Linked DNA regions of Sus scrofa: region 1 is linked to region 2. A link is a contact called in public HiChIP or PLAC-seq data. All regions are on one chromosome and are shown on one strand. The core of a region is the stretch at or near the end of the contact, and the rest is flanking DNA. Distances in the headings are between cores, read along the strand shown.

The links. HiChIP or PLAC-seq counts read pairs in DNA pulled down with a chosen protein or histone mark.
Region 1: an H3K27ac HiChIP or PLAC-seq map of alveolar macrophages shows a contact between it and region 2. The contact joins the promoter of PTGES3 here to the promoter of STAT2 in region 2. A contact is called at or near these places in 1 of 47 Hi-C or Micro-C datasets (liver) and 1 of 2 datasets of contacts at active chromatin or transcription factors (alveolar macrophages).

What each region holds. Positions count from the first base shown.
Region 1 is chr5:22,019,993-22,024,348 of Sscrofa11.1, forward strand. PTGES3 (prostaglandin E synthase 3) reads right to left here and starts at 2,838. Exons shown (of 8, transcript XR_002344304.1): 1 at 817-2,838.
Region 2 is chr5:21,747,601-21,751,698 of Sscrofa11.1, forward strand. It overlaps STAT2 (signal transducer and activator of transcription 2), which reads right to left and starts at 1,360. Exons shown (of 24, transcript NM_213889.1): 1 at 1,294-1,360.

The DNA of each region.
Region 1 (4,356 bases), core at 1,588-4,087, 270 kb after region 2:
CCTGCTACATTATTTGGAATAGAAATTTCAAAAAGAAAAGTACAAGTTCTTTTACACAGATTAAAGTCTTCTATTACATACCACTTCTTGGGATGGGGGAAATCCTTCCAAAATTCTAACATGTCATTTTACAGTAATACATGCATTCTTCTCAAACCTTCTTCTCCATCAATTGGCTACAGTGTATCCTTATTCATTTAGACATCTAATTCAATATACTCACCACAAATATCACCATTTTACTAGGTAAACCCTTGAAAATCCATTACTTTTTATAGAAATAAAAATTCTTCCCCTCAATTGATCTCCATAGGTAACTTTCAGGAGTACGTGGTACCAAAAAACTGTAAAATAGGCAGTTCTCACATCTGAAAAGGTAAGGCTTTTCCTGAAAAGAATGTAAAGCTGGGAATGGCAATGCAAGAGACCGCACTCGGTTAAAATGTTTTCCTTTATCATAAAACTAAGACTTTTAAAAGATCTGAAATTACCCCCACGTAAACAAACTTAAGGCAACAAAAAGGCAATTACCTACCTGTTTCATCCTTAAATTAAAATAGGATAACGAAACCTCACCTAAAGTTTCACAGAAAATATCCCTAAGTATCTTTCAACTCTAACAAGTGCAGAACTCCCTGCTCAATTGTAAAGCCTCGCTACCAGGGAAACGGCTGAGTTTTGGCAACCTCCACTCCCTTCGCGAGACTGAGTTAAGAAGAAGCCTGGAAACACCCATACTCTGGCAATCACGACACCGAGAGGGAAGTAAGTTGCGGCGACAGCATGGCCTCCCTCCCTCCAGTTGCCTAGCAGTACCTGTCGCTCGCAGTGGAGGGCCGCGTGGTGCCTTACGAAGAGCACCAGCAGCTGTGGGGTAGGACCCACCGCAGGTGCACTTGTCCCCGGGCCTGGTCCCAGCATCACACAGCGGCAGAAGCAGACCTAGGTCGCTAGGAGCGGAGTGGCAGCCCACGAGGGTCCACGCCTCCGAGGCGCCCGCGTGGCCAAAAGCTCACAGGAGATTAAGGCCTAAGGCTAAGTTACGAAGAGTTGGGAGCAGCCCTCACTGCCGAAGGGGGAAAGTGGGGTTTCCGGCACGGGGAAGCAAAGGGAAGGTTTAGAGATGGGGGAAGCGGACATCTGGAGGAAAAATGTCCTCCACCCGCCAACGGTAACCGGAACAAGGATACTGGACCTCCCACCCCCAAGCAAGAACGAATGCTACCGAGGGGGAAAAAGCCGAGGGAGCCGAAAGCGGGGGAGGGGAAGGGATGGCTTCCCGGCACCCCCCCGCGCGGCCTCGGCCTCCCTCCAGGGCGACCTTCCCTGGGTGGCGTGTCGCACTCACATCGTGAACGGGGCAAGGGGACGGGCGAACGGGTGGGCGGGCCTCTCCGGCGGCAGCTGGTAGGCAGTCGACTCCTCTCCGGTGGCGACTCTGGCGTCCTCTCCCCGATTGCGGCCTCTTTTCGCTTTTCCCTCAAGCGACGGCGGCGGCGCGGCGGGCTAGACCTGGGTTCCCAGAATGCACCGCGCGGGCAGAGCGACTCCTCCGGTCGGGGAGAAAAGGAAAGTGTAGGAAAAGGGGCGCGAGAACGGAGAATGAACGTGCGTGCGTGCGAGCGAGGGGTGGTGAGGCCGGGCGGCGGCTGGTGACGCAGCAAAATGCCCGGGCCCAGCCGCCGCGCGTGCGCACTCTTTGTTTTCGGGCTCCTGCGCGGCTTTCTAGAGATATCTACGGAAAGGGCGGGGCTTCCCAGCTCCTTCGCGATCCTTCCCGGGGCTGGCCCCGCCCCACGTCGGCTGCCTCCGGCTCGACTGGTTCCCGCCGCTTTGCCCGCTCCCCCCTCCTCGCGGTGGAAACCGTTGGTCGCCTAACCGCCCTGCCACGCGCCTTGGGCGATCTCCCCGAGAAACTGTCGCGTTAACCGAGGGAGGAAGGCCGAGGCGGATGGACGCAGAGTCTGGAGGCTTGAAAAGTGAAATAGGGGATCGGTTACTTGAGGGAGTACATCGGCTCACTGAGAAAACAGTCTACGGCAAAAAGATGGGCAAAGCCTCCGCTGGTGATATTTGAGGGAAAGGGCTAACCTGAGTCACAGGCCTGGGTCCTCCTCGCCGTCTTTCTGAGGGGTGGAGAACCTGTCCAGGGGCCGCGGAAATTCGAGGTCTTTGGCTGACCGGCATTCGCACCTGCTTTGATGCGAGAGGAAAGTTATTAAATGAGTCTAAGTTTGCGGGAATGGAGAGACCAGGACACTTGGAGTCTCCAGGCTGATCCTGTAGGGGAGGGGGGAAACCTCATCTTTTTTCAGCTGTTACCTGGTTAGGTGCTAATGGGTGTTACTAACCAAGAGAATCAAAATGGTAACTTGTCCACTCTAGAAATCGCTTAGCCGGGAAGTAAGGGAGAAATACATCAATACGCTGCTTGTTAGGACACAGAGGAGGTTTAAGGAAAGTGCCGTAAGACATTTTGGAGAGTGTTTGGAAGCTTCATATGCAGCATTAATTAGTGTCTATGCTATGCAAGGCAGGTGTTGGGAACTACAGACATTGGACCCTAGGCTCCAATCCTGTTAAAGAAAGTTAAACCCCAGCTCTCAAATACTGTGATTCTGGAGTTCCATTGTGGCTCAGCAATAACAAACTGGATTATCCATGAGGATGCGGGTTCGATCCTTAGCCTCAGTGGGTTAAGGGTGGGGAGCTGCCATCAGCTGTGGTGTAGGTTGCAGATTGCGGCTCAGATCTGGCCTTGCTGTGGCTGTGGGTAGGCCAGCAACTACAGCTCTGATTTGACCCCTAGCCTGGCAGCTTCCATATACTGCCCACGTAGCCCTTTAAAAAAAAAAAAAAAAAAAATACTGTCATTCTAAGGAGCCTACTGCTTATTTCGGAAAACAAAATACATCAAGATGTTTGAGTCTGGAGTTCCTTTCCTGGCTCAGCAGAAACGAACTGGATTAGGATCCATGTGGATGCGAGTTTGATCCTTGACCTTGCTCAGTGGGTTAAGGATCCAGCTTTGCGGTCAGCTGGGGTGTAGGTTGCAGACAAGGCTCAGACCCCAAGTTGCAGTGGTGTGGTGAAGGCCAGCAGCTACAACTCCAATTCCACTGGTAGCCTCTTTTTAGGGCTGCTCCCGCGGCATATGGAGGTTCCCAGACTAGAGGTTGAAATCTGAGCTGCAGCTGCCCGGCCTACAGCACAGCCATAGTAACGCCAGATCCTTAACCCACTGAGTGAGGCCAGGGATAGAACCTGCTTCCTCATGGATACTAGACAGGTTCGTTTCTGCTGAGCCACTATGGGAACTCTGATTTTCTTTTTCAACCCTTTAAAAATGTAAAAATCATTCTTGAAGGCCATGCAAAGATTAGTGGTTGCAGAAAGTTTACCAATCTCTGACCTAGGTAATCCAGAGTGTAGAGGGAAGGTAGGTCATAAATAATGGTGGCACTAATTATCAGGCTAATTGTTTTTGACTTATTTCTATGACAGTGGGAAGCTATTGAAGTTTTTTTGAATGGGAGTAACATTTGTGTTCTAAAAAGATTAATTTGGCAACAACATAAGATGAACTGAAAATGGAACTGAATTGAAGATAGGCATTTAAAAGTCTGCAACCTGAAAAAACTGGCAATTTCCCCTATCAAGTGCTGTGAGAAAAACTGCCTTTCACACAAGAAATTTCTGAAAATTCAAATCCATTGCATCATAATTTATAGTTTATTTACTACTCCCATTGGATATATTTCAAAGGATTTCATGTTAGTGTAGCTCTGGAAGTGGCTCCTCAGAAGTTTCACAGATAACTTGTAATCTGGTTTTATCCATGCCTTTAATCTCATCCATTAGCTGATGGGAGCTAACTGTATCAGATCTCTTTTTCAAATTCATCAAAAAGTTCTGTATCCAGTAGGGAGCAAAATCTAGATTCAAACATGTATGGTTAGGGTTTTGGGGAGAGAAGTCTGCCACCTGAATTGGCAGAAAGAAAGTACTTGGTATTAGATTCATTTCACAACTTTAATTTTTTTTGGGGGGGGCTGCACTCCGGCATATGGAAGTTCCCAGGCCAGGGATCAAATCTGAGCCGCAGCTGGAACCTACACCAGAGTTGTGGCAATGACAGATCCTTAATGACAGATCCACAGTGGGAACGCCAGACAAATTTAATCTTAACAGTTTCCTGAGAGAGAAATTCCTAGGCCTATTTCAAAAACTAATAAAAAGGAACAAAGAAACAATTTGTCAGGTTTTTTTTTCCCCCCTTTTTTGGCCTCTCTGAGGTATATGGAGTTCCCTGGCCAGGGATCAGATCTGAACTTCTGTTGCTATCTAGGCTACAGC
Region 2 (4,098 bases), core at 110-2,609:
TTCAATGAATTTATTTTAAATTTATTTGTCTGTGTTTGTATTCATTTATGCTGGAGCATTTAAAGGTCAGTCGTAAGTATTTATCTCAGCATTACCCTGCTGGCCCCAAAGCTTTATCAGGGGCTGAAACCTCCTTGGAGATAAGGTACATGCTATAAGCTGCTCTCCATGTTGGAAGGAGGAGCTCCATTCTAAAAGATGCTTAAACACTATGCAAAGCGTAACTCAACCCTAAGATTGTGACACTTTTACGATGATCTTTGTCAATCTTCAATTCTTCATGTAGAGTATCAACTCTGTGAGACATTTCACTCAAAAGTGGGTTTTGCCTGTCACCAAACATGCTGGGTAAGGAAAAAGAATATTTCTCTGTACCTTTCCCTGCCCACTGCCATCTGTCTGTTAGGAAATCAAAACTTATTACTGCCTGAGCCTAACAAAAAAAGAATCAACACCCACATTTGTGGTCTAAAAAAAGGTCACATGATTTTACTACAAATCAAATGCTTGGGGTGGAGAGATTCTTTTCCACCAGTATGAATATTCATGAGCTGCCTTTCTACTGGGCAGTAGGAACAGGGTAAGGAAAGGATTGGGCAGAGGCTCCTATTTTTCATTTCATTTACCCTTTGGTGGTACTTGACTTCTTAAACTGTGTACTGGTTTTGCTTCCAAAAACAAAGATGAGACCCCAGTTCCCAAAAAAACGAATCAGCTGGTATTAGAAAGCTGGTATTAGAAAGCTGGCAAGTAAACCCTAAGGCTTAAATATGAAAAACAAACCCCAAATATCTGGTCTTCCCAAATTGGTTACAAACACTGAGGTTAAGGGCTGTAAACTCTTTTTTTCTCCAGTAATCTGTCACTCTTTTAGGTGCCTATTTCCTGCTCAATAAGCTTTTCTGAAATGAACTGTGTGACCTTAGGTAAATCGGTTCACCTTTCCGTATCTTAACATTAACAAATAAGGATTATACCTTTAGACAGTGGAGTGTTTGTTTGATGAGGATCAAAAATAACACAGACCAGAATGTAAAAGCTTTGGCTAAGACAATGAACCAATGCAACTGATGCCAGGTTTTGGGTCTCGGAAGTTGCAGGGGTATTTTGGGAAGGGGAAGTTAGGGTTGGGGATCTAGGTTGGACAGGAGGATGAAGTAGCTGACAGCTCCCACTTCAACCTGGAGACAGAGTCCGACCCCTCCGGGACGTACATGCCGGGGCCTGCCTCCCTACATAGGAAGAAACTCATGCCTCCACCCACACCCCCGCGCGCCCTCTGAGGGTCCATACCTTGTTAGGGTCTCAGACCCGCTCTATGCCAGCAGCTCGGGTTCAGGCTTCCGGTCCCCAGAGTGAGAGCCAGTACAAGGGCCTCCCGCGCCGCCCTCGACTTCGGCCCGCCTCTCGGCCCCGCCCCCTTGCTGCAAGCTTGGGTAAGCCGCTGAACTCTGGAGCTCGCCGTTCCCAGCTGTGCACCCTGACACTGGCTGCCATTCAGCCAAGTTCTTCCGCAGGCTGTGAGCTCATTGGCGCTACCACGACTCCTCCCTCTCCGCGGGGCGGGACAAGAGGAGCCTAAACCACTCCTCCAGCTGCATTGATTGGTAGACATTCTCAAGTAAGCCCCGCCCCATGTCTGCGGGAGGGAGGTGTCCAACTAAAAGAACAGCGCAGGACTGAAACAGCTGATTTCCGAGAACCCACAAAAAAGCCGCGGAAGTGAGACTCGCTCATGCGCTCAGAGGCGCTAAACTAACAAGCGAAATGGATTTTGATTTTCATTACTTTGGGACAGGAAGGGGAGGGCTTAAGTAATAAGAACAACAAAAAAAAACTGTTTATTGATGGCACTGTGCTAAGCATTTACACAATGTATAATTTTTAATTTCCACAAAACTCATTGAGGTGAAAATCATTATCCTCACTTTAGAAATTTAAAAAACTGGGAGTTGCCGTCGTGGCGCAGTGGTTAACGAATCCGACTAGGAACCATGAGGTTGCCGGTTCGGTCCCTGCCCTTGCTCAGTGGGTTAACGATCCGGCGTTGCCGTGAGCTGTGGTGTAGGTTGCAGACGCGGCTCGGATCCCGCGTTGCTGTGGCTCTGGCGTAGGCCGGTGGCTACAGCTCCGATTCAACCCCTAGCCTGGGAATCTCCATATGCCGCGGGAGCAACAACAACAGCAACAACAACAACAAAAAAAAGGCAAAAAAAAAAAAAAGAAAGAAATTTAAAAAACTGAGTTTGGAGAAAGAAGTGAAATTACTAGCTAGTGATCAAAGCTCTAACGAGTAGAACCTGGATTCTAAGTCAAATCCTCTGATTCTGAACAACAAAATTTGAAATTCCTACATTTTACGGCACTGCCTTCCTCCTTGATAACAAATTAGATATATGGATTTTGAACACGCACATACAAACTTGTCAGAATATTAGATCTAGCCAATGTGTTTACCACCTTCTTTTATATCGCAGGATTCCCAAAGCCAGGATCTGAGTTGTAGCCCTTGAATAAGGTCCACCACCAGTAAGGAGGTGAACTTACTACTTCTGACACCAAAGGGGTCACGGTAGCTGTTTCTTCCAGGTCACCCATGGCTATGGTGCTCCCCAAGACCTCCTTGCTGGTCTCTGGTGGAGGGGTTTTCACCTCTCTCTCATTGTAATACTGGATCACACGATGAATCCCAGACTTCACTACAGGTTTAAGTGAAGTACTGATCAGTATTCCCCAGGGCCCCCCTGACGATCCAGCCATGGCTGTCAGGAGGTCATAACCCAGATCTATGACCCCATCTCGGCCTCTTTCCTTGGCCTTGTCGGAGCAGTTCTGAACAGCGTAATACAAAGCCGTGCCCAGGTTGTAGAAGGTTCCCACTCCCGGCAATAGCTGGACTATATTGTGCACACTCTGCTCCTTCTCATGCTCGCAGTCCTTGATGGAGAGGGATCGACGAGCCCTCTTTGGGCTTGTCTGCTCCTCGGCCCACTGCTGCAGAGCAGAAGACAGGGCATCCGCTGATACTCCCCTACCTGAGCTTCTGCCTTTCTCAAGTTCTTGAAGATGTCTGATAAGCATCTCTGTAGCATTTATACCCCCCTGGCGGTAGAGCTGAAGCTTCAGGACCTGTACATCAGCTTGACAGCCAGCTTTCTCCAGAGCAATCATCAGTGACAGGCCTATCAGGAACTTGGGTAGAGGGGCCATGTGGGTGAAGCCAGGCAGGGATTTGGGGAGCAGGGTCTCGCAAGACAAGGGGTCTGAGGAAGGTGGCCAGGATCCCAAGGATGAAGGAAGATGCACCAAGAATTTTGTCTTGTTTCCATATGAAATGGCATCCACAGCGTGTAGCAGGAAGCAGCAAAGAAGTAACTCAACTAGCACGGTGATGAATCTGAGACCACACATGTCCAGAATAGAGTTAGCTGGAGAGGGGAGAAACCAGAAACATACAAAGTTTCCTAAGGGCTGTGGTCTGAAAGGAGCCCACAACACAGGACATACCTCATCTATCACCTCCAAACTTCTGTTCTTTTTTAGTAAAGGCCTAAGAATCAGGAAACGTAGCCCAATTGTTCCCACTTGGCCTTCTTCATCTTTAGGTCATTGGGGTCTTCCTCTGCCTTATTTCCACCCACTTATAGGGGGCCCCAAATTACCGCACAGTCCAGTGATTGAGAAGTAAGATCACTTTGGTAGTTTTGGTAGCTCCTCAATCCCTTTCTGCCTACTCCTCCGTCATGAAGAAAGTAGGTTTTGCTTTCCCCTACAATCAGTAAGAGCTGTAATATATGCAAATATTTGTCTATTTGTACTGGCTTCTCAAACTTTGTCCCCTTGTCACACACTCAACCTCAATAACTAAAACTCTGTTTTTTGCATTTTCTACAGGTCCCTGCCACATTTCCACTCTATGACATAATAGGAACTGGGAAACCCAGAATCAGAAATGATTAGATGTCTATGATTCTCTTCTATTTTATTTCTCTTTTCAGTTTAAAAATTAGGAGAGGAAAAAAAAGAAAAAGATTTCCCGTCATGTGGTGCAGCGGAAACGAATCCAACTAGGAACCATGAGGTTGTGTGTTCAATTCC